3 separate regions of the Mus musculus genome follow, and regions 2 and 3 are each linked to region 1. A link is a contact called in public Hi-C and HiChIP or PLAC-seq data. All regions are on one chromosome and are shown on one strand. The core of a region is the stretch at or near the end of the contact, and the rest is flanking DNA. Distances in the headings are between cores, read along the strand shown. Region 1 has its middle 58 kb from the start of Gm42291. Region 2 overlaps Gm34628 (a long non-coding RNA gene). Region 3 has its middle 11 kb from the start of Gm34628.

What was found. A called contact is a pair of places that touch in the nucleus more often than the background predicts. HiChIP or PLAC-seq counts read pairs in DNA pulled down with a chosen protein or histone mark.
Region 2: an H3K27ac HiChIP or PLAC-seq map of a colorectal cancer cell line shows a contact between it and region 1, with 4 times the contacts expected there. The contact joins two enhancer-like sites. A contact is called at or near these places in 1 of 15 datasets of contacts at CTCF or cohesin (the NIH/3T3 cell line), 21 of 484 Hi-C or Micro-C datasets (the C2C12 cell line, the C3H10T1/2 cell line, the MC38 cell line and 10 more) and 2 of 115 datasets of contacts at active chromatin or transcription factors (a colorectal cancer cell line and embryonic fibroblasts).
Region 3: a Hi-C map of tail fibroblasts shows a contact between it and region 1, with 4 times the contacts expected there. The contact joins two enhancer-like sites. A contact is called at or near these places in 1 of 39 promoter capture datasets (hippocampal neurons), 2 of 15 datasets of contacts at CTCF or cohesin (the NIH/3T3 cell line and embryonic stem cells), 63 of 484 Hi-C or Micro-C datasets (3T3-L1-derived adipocytes, the C2C12 cell line, the C3H10T1/2 cell line and 35 more) and 6 of 115 datasets of contacts at active chromatin or transcription factors (the NIH/3T3 cell line, bone marrow-derived dendritic cells, a colorectal cancer cell line and 3 more).

Annotation. Positions count from the first base shown.
Region 1 is chr4:56,371,747-56,375,921 of GRCm38.p6, forward strand. No RefSeq gene overlaps it. Among named protein-coding and RNA genes, the nearest start is that of Gm42291, 58 kb to the left of the region's middle. Within about 2 kb of position 2,720, at least 59 of the 459 cell types and tissues checked have an H3K27ac peak or open chromatin away from gene starts, as enhancers often do. A contact at or near this core is called in the C2C12 cell line, the C3H10T1/2 cell line, the NIH/3T3 cell line and 4 more, where this site is marked.
Region 2 is chr4:56,470,368-56,475,149 of GRCm38.p6, forward strand. All of the region lies in intron 1 of Gm34628 (a long non-coding RNA gene), which reads right to left. Among named protein-coding and RNA genes, the nearest start is that of Gm34628, 5.6 kb to the right of the region's middle. Within about 2 kb of position 1,349, at least 1 of the 459 cell types and tissues checked has an H3K27ac peak or open chromatin away from gene starts, as enhancers often do. A contact at or near this core is called in a colorectal cancer cell line, where this site is marked.
Region 3 is chr4:56,487,280-56,491,472 of GRCm38.p6, forward strand. No RefSeq gene overlaps it. Among named protein-coding and RNA genes, the nearest start is that of Gm34628, 11 kb to the left of the region's middle. Within about 2 kb of position 2,247, at least 12 of the 459 cell types and tissues checked have an H3K27ac peak or open chromatin away from gene starts, as enhancers often do. A contact at or near this core is called in the C2C12 cell line, the C3H10T1/2 cell line, the NIH/3T3 cell line and 4 more, where this site is marked.

The sequences.
Region 1 (4,175 bases), core at 1,470-3,969:
CTTAAACCCTGGCACTCTCTAGGCTAAGTTGAAAGATCACCTCTCATCATTACTCTTGATCAAGAATTTCTCATACAGCGGTTTCTCTCTTTTCCTCCTATTCTCCCTGTGTTGTTTTGTCTCTTATCCTTGTTTTACATAAAGTTAAACTTGAGCTGACACACACACTTGTTAGAAGAAATAGGAAGTAAAGAACTAATTAAATGCTGAAAAATAAGAGCTGACAAGATGGCTCAGTGAGCAAAGGCACTTGCAACTAAGCCAGGTGACCTGAGTCCAAGTCCAATAACCTGCATGATGGTAGAAGAGAACCATCTCTCACAAGTTATCCTTGGTCCATACATACTGTGGCTTGTGCATACCCACACCCCATGCCCAGAAAAGAAAATCTGTAAAAATAAAAAAAATGAATAAATAAATATATAAATAAGTGAAGAAAGAATTAAGAAAAGCAGTTAGCATATTTCCAACACCTTCTTCCATAAACCATAGAAATATCCACAGGACACTATTGTATTCTACCTATATCTCATGTATTTCAATAGGAACAAGCTAAGCAGACACACTGTTAAACTATACAAAGACTGTTAAACTAGAAAACAAGAAACAGCTCAACCCTTACTCCTCACTAGACTGTTGAATTTGTAAAAACCTGTTTGACTCCTCTCAATTGAGCAGCCCTCTCTCAGCAGACATTTAGAGCCCTCACTATTTGATAGGAACAATAGAGGATGCTACAGACATTAAATAAGGTGAAGCCGGGCTTTCAAGCTAGAGCAGAGAAAAGCAACACACAGAAAAGCAGAGATGGGTTCACTGCAAGGCATCCTTGCCCTGTGGCATAGGCCAGAAGGGGAAAACACCGAAGTGTACCATCTATGCCAGACTGAAAGCTTCCAGGCTATTTGAAAAGCAGCATTAACCACGCTGATTTTTCAGAGCTGATTGGGACTTATCTACATGAGAAATGGGGCAGGGGAGGGAGAAGAGGGTGTTCCAGGGCTCAGGAAGAGCATGTGAGAAATGATCAGACACGAGGCAGCATGACAAGCCGGGAAGCTACAAATTGTTGGACAATAATATAATGTGCATCCCGCCCACCTCCCAGGGTGGTTGGAAGGATCAGCTGAGCGGATGTATACATGGAAAGTGCTTTTTAAACTCCAAAGCATCAGACTGTATTCAGATGTAAGAGGTTATTATTAGACACTCCATTTTTCCCCTTCCTCCAAATTGGAAACATTTGCCGAAGTAAACATTGCTGATGCATTAGCTGTCAGGATGGTGTATTATATTTGGGAAACATTTGCCAACGTCTGTTCCGTTTTCAAATTCCCAGTCACATGTGGTTTCTGTTTGAGCAAATGCATCAAGTAATAATGAGCTTATTGTTAATTGTGCAATATCAGGCTTTAAGGTGTAAATCATCTCTAGTCCACACTGCCATTATCCCATGTTGATGGTAGACGCTTGCAGTCGTTTCTTAATGAAAACTAATATGTGACTGCTATTGATCTTTTATATTTGTCAAAGTTTATCAGAGGGAAGTCAAGACTTCTGGGGGGGGAGGAAGCTGTATGTAATGTCTACACAATGAGTATACAGATGTGCTTGGGACTGTGTGCACACATGTGGAAGCTAGAGGAAGACATTGAGCCTTTCTCTGTCACTCACGGCCTGAGTGCCCTGAGACAGTGTCTCTCAGTGAACTGGAAGTCTGTCTTTTTAGCTAGCCTGATGGGCCAGCAAGTTCCTGGGACCTGCTTGCCTCTGTTCCCCAGGATTCCAATTAATAGACACACATAGCCACGCCTGGCTCTTTCCCAGGGTTACTGAAGATTCATCTTCAGGTCCTCACACTTGCATGAAAGTGTTCTTTCCCACTGAGCCATCTCCCCAGCATCTCAAGATTCTTAGCACGGACAAGTGTGCTAATATAAATAGATTCCCTCTGAGCAGAGGATAAAAAGAAGTTTGATTGTCTCCACCCAAAAATGGCTTCCCCCCAAAAAAGCTCCATGGAACTCAGATTCAAATATTAATTTGCCTCTGTGATGTTTTAAGAAACAAACACTTCTCTCCAGAGGATACTTCCTCTGTGGTTATAGAGATCAACAGAAAGCATTTAGGGTAGAAAATGAGGGTGACTAAGTCATGCTTGAATTCTTGACATTCACAGACTCAGTCGCTGGAGAGTTTGAATCACTGTTAGTGTGAAGCATCCTCCTTTCTCTCCTTCCTGTGTGAGGGAGACTTGAGGCAGAAAAGAACAACAGAGACGTGTTTTTCATGTTGCCAACAAGCTATATGGATATGGCGTTTTCATATCAAATCCCCCAGAAAATACCTAACATCTCCAAGTTTGTTCCTTGCTGCAGCAAAGGATAGCTAGCTACTCGTTTGGGGAGGTTTGTGTTGCTGGTGAAATTCTCTCTTGAGTCATGATTAACGAAACCACTCATTAGCCGTATTGAACATCGGCTGGGGGGGGGGTGCGTGTGTGGTATTGATAAACTTAAAATACATTTCATTCTTCCTGTGTAGTTGAATCAAAATCAGATCATAGCTCATCGATGATGGACAGGACCTGAAAGGTGATTCTGTATGACTCTTCATTCTATGAATGAGAAATTTTAAGAGGAAAGTCAGCTTATTTGCTAAAGATCAGTCAGTGACTAAGTGGTACAGTCACTCTCAGAGCCTCCAGGGCTTTCTCCTACCCTCACTGTGAACATAAGGCCACTAAGTTGAGGGCTGGGAAGGGGAGCAATTCTGGAATTGGCATCAGCTTGAGGTGGGGGTGGGGTGGCTTCCTTCCAGAGACCCTACTGCCAGCATTCAGTCCCACCACTTGAGGGAGCTGTGGAGACCCTTCTTCCACAGCCTATTGCCCTGCCATTGTGTTCTGAGCAGCCAGCCCTTACTTGGCAACTAAGTGGTATGGGTCTGTGGCAAGGCAAGTAGCCAAAGACGCCAACTCCACTGTGCCTTAACAAGAGCAGTGGCAGAACCCCCAGACAAAATGGGGAAAAAGTGATTTGTTGTAGAATTCTTGTTAGTCTGGTCAGTTCCCATTCGCCTGTGAAACCGGATTTGTAGACACATGTACTGGCCAATGACTCAGCCTTAAAAAATAAAGTCATTCATAATTTATGCATAAACAAGAATAGCTTTTGTTTCTGAGGACTCAAGAAGGTTTCATAGCCCTGTCTTGCTGTCCCACTCCGGAGGAGCAGTTCCTGTTTCAAGGCAGTTTCTATAGGCCTATAAATACTTTGATGTTCAAACATCTGGAACTTATATTTGGTGTTGACTAATGAGCATTATTATTTTATTATGTATTTATATGTGATCTAAAAGAAATTTGAGGTTAGATGCCACATAACTCTGTATATACAGCGAACAATGACAAATTCTTTTTACCCATTACATTGATGATTTATTACAGGGCATAAGGAGTTCTGAGTTGTTCACTTGACATATAATTGTGCTTGGGAAGATAGTAATGGTACAGAGAGATGTAAAATTGCCCCTAACGTATATTGTTAAAATACTTTGTAAGTGGACAAAATGGACTCCAGAGGTACTATTTCACTCTTCTTAAAAAAGAAAAAAAAATCAAAGGATGGCCAATATGGCAACAAACTGGAGTTCTTTTGAATAAGTAAAGATGAGCCCTGGTCTTAGAAATACATGTGGGCACGCTTGGAAAGGCAATAAACAATACATAATGGATCTGACTTCAAAGAACGCCTATTGGAGAACCAGACCTATTTCAAAGCCCAATGTTCCATACCTAGTTTGTCTTGGTACCAGTAAGCCACAGGTAAACATGCTAAGATCAAAGGGAAAGGTGGGTGTGTGGAGGGAGGGGTGCGCACTGACTGACATTACTTTCTCCTCAAAGCATTTCCCCGAGGGACCCTGGAGACAGCACCTTGTAAGCGCCTCTGTTGTAGATTCAGGAATTTATCTTAGGAGTGTCAGAAGTACTCCAGTCTGTTAAGCATTGCTTCTCAAAGGCTGCGGTACGGGAGGCACACTGAAGGTGGCATGTACTAGGGATAGCTGTACAGACACAAAGCTGCAGAGAGATAAATGGCTCCATTATGGGCCACACCAGTGGCTTGCTTGCTGTTCCCTCCCGAGAGCAACATCACTGTAAACTGGTTTGG
Region 2 (4,782 bases), core at 99-2,598, 97 kb after region 1:
TACATGTGTTACAGTACAGGTGTGGAGATCATAGAACAACTTTACAGAGTCAGTTCTCTTTTTCTCCACCTTTATATGGGTCCCAGGGGTCAAACTCAGGCCAGCACTCTTCTGTGGTAAGTGCCTTTTTCCTGATGAACTATCTTTCTGGGTCTCTACAAACTCTGGATTCATTTTATTCAATTAGGAATCCCAGAAGTAGAGTACTAACATTCCATGTGCATAGAATTTTGTTCTTGTCATGGTATCCAGAGTTGCTGGAGCTCAATTTAGGATAGAGACTTGAGAGCCAAAAATGTACAGATGAAAGGAGAATGTCCAGAATTATTCTATTAGTGACAGCAATCCACATGTTTGACCACATCTACACATGGCAGAAGTATACAGTATGGCAAGTGGGGATATTCAGCCATTCCCTCAATAAACACTCAAGAAAGCCCTTCTCTATGCTTGAACTTCAAATAGCAAACAAAAGTTGACACTGTCTCTGATCTCAGTTGCTTACCATCTGAAGAAGAGGCACACATCACCAAAACTGTCTCAGACTCATACACAGGGACCTGGGACACGTGATGCAATAGCTTTCATGCCATGAGAGTGTTGAGCCTTCAAACTAGAAATTCCAAGGGTGAACTCTCATGCTATGAAATGCTAAAGCAAGCAGGTGTTTGTAGTGGAGAGAGAAGACTATTTCATGCAGAAGGAAACCACATGCAAAGGTGCCAAGTCAGATGAGGAGAAGAGAATAAAACTGGAGAGATGGCTCTGAGGTTAAGAGCATATATGTTCAGTTCCAAGTACCCATAGAAGGCAGCTCACACCTCCATAACTCCAGTTCCATGGGATCATGTGCCCTGTTCTATCCTTCTTGGACACCTGCATTCATGTGCACATACTCGTACATGACCACACAGACATACGTATGACTAAAGACAAATTAAATATGTTCTTTAAAGTCTGCTCTTTGAGTACTAGGGACTAGGTCTGGGGCTTCAACATTCTATCCAAGCTCTAAACCCACTTATTACATTATTGTGAGAAAAGGTCTCATTAAGTTTGCCAAGGCAAGTCTTGAACTTGTGATCCTCCTGCCTCAGCCTCCCAAGTAGCTGAGCTGACAGGTCTATGCCACCAGGCATGGCTGTCAATCTGATCTTGAGTGGAAAATGTCTTCTAGGAGAATAAGACCCATCCAAATGTGGCGGTGAGTTAAATGAAATATCAGGATATAAACTCTTCGGTCAAAGACGTTTTGTCACCCATTGATGTATCTAGAATAGTGTTTGGATTGTGGGATGACTCAGTAAATACTTGTTGAATGAATTTTAGGAAAAGATATGCAGAGCCAGAAGAGGAAGCATCACTTCCAGGGATGGAAGAATGTGTCACGGAGCAGCATATGAGACCATGTAAGGTCCTGCTTAATGGAAACAGAGAATCAAAGTGTCCTGAGGAGGTGCTCCAGGGAGAAAGACCTGCTCAGGCAGAAGGCAGAAAGGCCAGAATTACCTAGACAGAATGAGTTCACTGGAATGCAGGGTGCATGTAGGGAGTCATCTCAGGTGAGATCACAGAGGTAGGTTAAGGTGAACTACAAGGGGGCCATCTTGAACGCCAAAGTTTATTTTCCGAACTGGTCTGTGTCTCTTCACTTGCATTTGGGTTTCTCACTCGTGAGAACGTTGTGTGTAAGAGAAGATAGGGGCCAAGAAATCTAGCTCTCTAGAAGCAAGAACTCCACACCAATGTGATGACAGATCTCTTTCTTTGTTCTCTATTTGGGAATTCCAGAACACAAGCCAATCCCTCCTCAGTGGGGCCACCCGGAGCAAGTCTTCCTTGTATCTGACACGTGGATCTCTCAGCCCCAGCTTATGCTTGCTGTACCCTTTGGGAGGCAGAGATATGGAGCTATACAAATGCCAGCTGGAATTCCAGTCCGATCCATGGAGAAGCATGTGCTGCAGCTCCGCCCTGCGGAAGTTCTAAAGGAGTGCTGAGCCCACCGAGACTCCAGGCTCCTTCTGCTTGCCACTACTAATATACATCCAACTGCCTTGGACAAATCAGAGCTGTTGGAATAAATTACTGATCACAAGACTTCTGAGTGTTAGCTGGAGAGAGGAGTATAATTCAAGAAACGCAGATTTTTGAGATACAAGGAAGCAGTTGAGTGAGGAGAGATGGAGCAGCAGAGAGTGCATAGAAGGTGGAGTGGGTCTGGCACATCATCCAAGTTTCATTAAGTGTTTGTTCCATGCCTCAGTGGATTCTGCAATCATCTCTATAAGCAGAATAACCCTACACACCTATATCTTCTCTAGCCCACCTATGCTAAGCACTGCAGACCTAGGCAACGCCCAAGTTTCTACTCCTCTGAGTCCTAAGTGTAACATTCTTCTCCCTCCTGTCTGGAGCTCTGTTAACACTAGAAGCAGGGCTGTGATCAGTAGAGGGCTTCTTAGTTCAAGGTATATCTCCAGTTTTCTTGGCACCTTTGTATCATCCAGCCTTCCCACCTCAGCAGGGATGGAGCAATGAAGCATCCATTGTATGCCAGCTATATGCCAAGAACTCTCCTTACATTTTTTTTCAGACAATCCTTCATGCCTTATGAAACAGGTACCACAATCTCCTACTCCACAAATTCAAAAATTACAAAATCACTTGCCCAAGGACATAGAATAGGCCAATGACCCAGTGAGACTTAAAGCCTCTCTGTTGCCTGGTTTGGAACATGTAGTCATCTCTGTGCAGCATCAAGTTGCCTTTTGGTAGAATTGTTGTGAGAACAGGTCAGGAACCACACTTGCCCCAAAGGAGAATTTAGAGTCATGGGGCTTGGGACTGATGAGGAACAAACAGAGGCCCCCAACATCTAGAAGCCTCAAGCCACATGATAGCTGGACTGGACAAGTCATAAAGGTTTCTCTCCTCCCTGAGGTACTTCACTCCATGTTCCCAGAGATAAAGAATCCCTCCCAGCTTGCTTTCAGCATCAGAGATACTCTCTTCCTTTATACAAGCCAGCCCAAGAAACCCTAGAAGCACATAGGATTGGAATCAAAGCTGCAGCGAGGCCTCCCAGAGCATTCTGCCTGGGGATGCTGACAGATTGCTAAAGTTGCTGGGAGGTCTGCTAGGCTCTGTGGTGGGGCTGAGGACATCATCCATCCATCCATCCACATGAGAGTGCCTGAGGGGGAAAAGCCTCATGGCTCGCAGCCCAAGATGGCTTTCTTTCCTCCAGTCAGGCTTGAGAGTGAAAATGACCTCAACTTCCATCGGCCTTTGAGTTCTTACATAGCAGCTGCCAAGAGTCCAGGGTCTCCAGAAGCAAATGGGAAGGCTCAAAGCAGCTTCAAGGATCCTAGACATGCTCATTCTGGTCTCATCCAGAAAGTAGCACCTCATGGCACCTCTAAAGCACCTCATGGTACCTCTATAGTGGGTGCCTAGGATAAAGGCAACACAGTTCCCTAAGGGAATGAAGATAGAAACAAGTCTCTTAGATCCTCCTTCCAGACTCTTGTCTTAAAGTTCACAGAGAAGTTGCCCCACATCTGGACAAAAAGGCTTTCTTCATCTCTTGAATTCCAGGTAGAAATTCCATACTGTCTGGTCAGGTCTGTTTGTGCTGCAATCGGAATACTGAGTGTTCAGTAGCAGGTGTTAGCATGGAATAAATAGAGGAGTAACTCCCAGAGTTATGTGCTGCAGAAGTCTCTGCCATATTTACTCAAATACTTGATCTTTCTCCCCTCCCAACTGTCTGAAGGCCAAGAAGGAAATATTTGGGAACATTGTTTTCATATAGGCTCTCCTGTGCTGAGATCCCAAGGCTGTCAGCAGCCTCGGCTAAGGCAGGAGGCTTCAGCAAGGGTTCCAGCTGAGGCAGAGGGAGGGAGGCTGACCGCATCCTCACCATTAGCGTAATAATCACTTCCTCTTTAGTTTAAAGGGTAGCAATAATTTCTTTTGGTGCATTTCTGTAAAACACTCTGTGTGCCTATGAAGTCACTGAGAGAGGAAATTAAAAATTAGTCACCTTTATTACTGAGTGAATAACACAGTAACCACTCTTGACTTGGGCAAGGAAGAAACAAGAAGCAGAAACCCCACTGAAGCAACGGTAGGAGCAGTCTTTGCTGACACAGGAGTGGCTTGGACTTCAACATCTCCTGTCACCTGTCAGCAGTGTGACCTAGAGATTTTTTGTGAGCACCAATTTGGATATCGGTGCATAAAACAACCCAATCAACTGAGTCACATCGTACTAAGAAAAACTGATCGTTTATGTTTAGCAGAATTGAACTGATTGAGTTAGCAATGATTCAAAAAAAAAAGAGGTCAGCCATCAGAACCAGAAGGGTGGTATAGGGCTGGCTCTGTATCATGGGAAGACAGCACTTAGAGACAGGAAACTGAAGGCAGGTATACAGATGGCTAGGTCAGTTACAGCCTAGCACTGACATCCCATACAGTGTCTGATGGGATATCTTCCATAGAAGGCAGAAGTGAGACTACTATGATTCCTTGAGACTCTACTATTGCATTTATGACAAATATATAGTATGGTAGACATTTCAGTTAGTGTGTGAATAAAGGTAAATTGTAATTTGCTTCAAACATATACTTCAGCAAATCTTTTACTTGCTGTGTGAATGAAGGCAAATTACACTTTATTATCTAAGCACTCAAAGTTAAAGAGGCAGCCAAATTCAACTACTTTCTCCAATGTGGAGAAGGACATACAGAAAACTGCTTAGCAGCCCTTTGGCT
Region 3 (4,193 bases), core at 997-3,496, 120 kb after region 1:
AAATAGTAAGGGAAAAGGGTCCAGCATCATCAGCTAAGGACAACCAGATTCCATGGAAGAGTAACCATTGTGATGGAAGAGTCACAGTGGCCATGAAAGCTGCAAGAACAAAAGGGAACAAACTAGAGTATTGCCGTGTCCTATAGGTATATCTTACATCATCTTAACTACCCAGGAAGTGCTATGATTCACAAATAGAAAACTCTGTAAATGTCATCTATTAGTGTACAGCCACTAAACTGATGACTTTGAGGTTTTGTTCTGTTCCCAGACTTCAAAGTTACACCCAAATCATAATAAAAATAACTAATTCTAACTAAGTAGACATAGCATGCCTCTAGTGGGCATAGAGTCTCAGAGAGCTCAAGAGTTAAGGTAAAAGTTGTAAACAGACCACCCAGCCCGATCAGAATTCACGTGTTGCTACCCTTGTACATCCATGTCACAGATGCCCTAAGTCTTCTCTTACTGAATGTGATTAGGCTTCAGAGTTCCTTAGCCATCCAACCTCAACCAGGGGCCATGGTACCAAGTGGCTAAAACTTGCTTCTTTGAGAATGAAAAAAATAATTTAGCCATTATAATGATCTGTCATCTTCCAAAGCGTCAGAGTATATAAATGGACATACAGTGCAATATGGTGTTAAAGTTACATGAGAAAGGGATTTTTTTAAAAGAAAAATATTTTAAAAGACTCATTGTTTGAGAGGTGAGGGGAACCAAAAGTCTTTGGCAGTCACTGCCAACCTCCTGACACTGGCTCATTAAAGGAAACTTATCTGTCATTCTGTATAGTCCAAATATCTAAATTAACTTATAAATAAAATGTTGGATATTTATATGAAGATGACTAAGTCATTGTCTCAGATAGTATATGTAGGGACTGGTCAAGCAAAGTTTTAATTTTATATTTAATTATTTAATTTATTTAATGTGTTCTTAGTTGAAATAAAATTAGATCACTTTCCTTCCTCCAGTCCCATACCAGCCACCTTTCCCCATTCCCTTCCTGTTTCCCATTCTCAAATAAATAGCCTCTTTTTCTTGATTACTGTCACCCACACATATGTGAACACAAGTATAGTTAAATAAAAACTGATGATACTAGTTTGTTCTCTCTCTCCCTCTTCCTCCCCCTTTCCCTCTCTCCCCACCCCCCCAGCACATGTGCACATATATGTGTCCATTGTACAATGGGATTCATCCCTGAGAGAGACTGATTCTTCTTCTCACAGCCATCAATAGTTACCTATAAATTTTTGTCTAGGGCAAGGACCCTGTGAAATCTTCCCCTTTCCATATTAGCATTCCACTGATATTCCACTGATATCTCTTACTTAAATTCAACAAAACCATTATTTTAATCAAAATGAAACTAAAACAAAAATTATCATCTCTTCTTCTGCTTCTCTTATGCCTTGGGCCACAAATTTTAACAAAGAATCTATATAATCTATAAATCACCAGGATCTATACCATCAGATGGAGTCTACCTCTACTCTAAACCTATATTTATCATAAATGTCATAAATGTATTCTAGAAGGCTTCTGAACTCTTGGGGGAGTTTAACGTAAGATGCCCACAGAACTGAACACCCCCAAAAGCCAGTGCTAATTAAAGGTCAATTGTTAGAAATGGAGTTCTAAAGGAGTGGACAGACGTGCTCTGCTTTGTGTATGTCACTTTGTACTGGTGGCCATTCACTTTAACCAATACCCATCACAACCAAGATTGTATCAGAGATTCATCACAATTTATCTCCTTTGAGAGGCTAGAGAGGCTCCTTTTTGCTCTCTTGAAAAACCCGGGAAATAGCAAAAATGTTAACTAACCCTCCAACGTGTCTGATCAACTCCTCTGTTTTAGAATATAGCTCCAGACATACTTTGGTCTCCTCCACAATTACAAGTCATATTCACTATAACTGCCTGAGGAAGGCCTAGCACTTTCCTAGTAAGCTGAAAGTGTAGTTGAGAATTCACAGTTGCAACTTGTACAAAAATGGGATTTCCAACAGACCTACACTCTCCTCCAAAGAAAGCTTGTCTGTGTAAACTTATCTCAAAAACAAAAACTGAACCAAACTCACAAAACACTCCTAAGAAGGCTCAAGCTTCACACTGAAACCTGCAGCAGAAACCTCTAGAGAAGACTGTAGGAAAGAACTGGGTCTTTTCCTTCTTCAAACTGAGGCTCAAGCAATAACTAGCCAAGTGTGACTCAGAAGATGTATCTGAGCTTGTGAACAAGGCCCCGGGACTCTGGACTGCGTGATCATCACAGTTCTTGCCATGAGCAAGCAGAGATGCTGTGACTCGTACCTCAGATTCTTTCCTGGCAAGGATTTCTGCAGAGTCCACTCCTTACAGGTAAGACAAGAGTCTGAATAAGTCAAGAGCAGCAGCCCAGTGAATCAACAGGAGGGGCGAGTATACATGCTCACCCACAGAAACCTTGCCCCTGGATAGACTGAAGTATTATGGATAGATGAGGGAGAGATGCCCCTACTAAGGAAGAGCTCACAGCACACTGAGACAACCAGACACATAACCTCACAATGGTCACATACACTGGTGATGTTTCCATGGCTATTAGTTCCACAGAGGAAGCACAAATGAGAAAGTGGTCGATTATTCCTTGAGATCTCATGTGGAGAATGGCATGTGATCTAGATGTCCCAGGGTGACCAAGGAGGAAAAGCATGCAAGGAAGGGAAATAGTTTAGAGGCAAGAAAGTTGCTTCAGCTATTTAGGGTAATGAAGGTCTTCAAGGTCACTGATGGCATGTTTTTAAATGAATCTTCTGTAGATATATTTCAGCAAACTCTCCGAATAGACAGACCTACAGTGTCCCACTGGAGGGATAACAGAGAAAACTGATTGGCCAAAAGTGGGCATGGTTATGGCTCAAGGAAACACTTTGCCTGTGTCTTTCCAACTGTACAAAGGGTGATGATAAGGAAGAAGAAATAGTTCTTTTGATTCGAGGGTCTTTGCTTTAAAAGTTTATTGGCTGAGCAGAGACTTCTACTCTAAATATAGAGCGGTAAAAATGCTGGCGCTAAAGGAACACTCTTGGGCACACTCTGCAAGAGCAAACAAGTGAAGCAGTTATGTAGAAGCATGGCTTTCTCAGCTCAGCTCTCTTCAGAGCAATGAGAAAGAGAGAGAGAAGCTTATATATGATATTATATACACAGTGACTATATATAACACATGTGCGTATATATTATAATGTATATACACATGATATATCTGTGTGTGTGTGTGTGTGTGTGTGTGTGTGTATATATGTATATATATATATATATATATATATTGTGTGTATGTGTGTGCATGATGCACATTCACAAGTGATCATTTGCACCAAAATCCAGTTTCATTGGTTCTCCCTTGGCCATGATTTAATGGAGATGTTTGACAAGATAAAGTGGCTCATTCTTTTAGCCATAGGCTGGCTGGCTTCTGTCCAAGATAAACCTCAGGAGGCCAACTCTCCCCTCCCAGCCTCCAAGGAGACTGTAGGTTATCTGATGAATGGAGCGACCAGCACTGTCTCACTGTTCCTCCGCATGAATTTTAGGAAGAAGATCACCCTGTGGCTCATCAGATGAGCTGCCACTGTGACAGCAAAGGAGAACAAATGAATAGGATGGCGGCAGGTCCATCGGTGTGGGCGACATTGCTCTCTTGATAAATGTTTCTCTCTCTCTCTCTCTCTCTCTCTCTCTCTCTCTCTCTCTCTCTCTCTCTCTCTCTCTCTCTCTCTCTGTCTCTCTCTGTCTCCCTTCCTTCAGAGGAAGGATTTGGGAGTAATGAAAACTGTGGTAGGTAAATCAGAAGGAAAACCACAAGGAGGCACTACCTTAGAGCCACTGGATCTGTGCGTGATCTTACAACAGTCGCTCTGTCCAGCTGCATCCATTTCCCAGTATGATTTTCCACTGACCTCTGTTTGTTTTAAAAGAATGTGAGTCTGAGGCTGATTGATATTTAAAAAAAAAAATGAAGTTCAAACTTAAGATTCAGATAAAAATGCCGTTAATTTGTTCACTATTAAATAACTATTTTGACCTTCTGTTATATACCAGGAATTGTCCCAGATATTGCCTCAGATTTAATGAGTGAGTTGTTCCTTGTTCTAAAAGAATTTGAGGCAGGTTTAATAATTCAGTACCATGAATATCAGCCT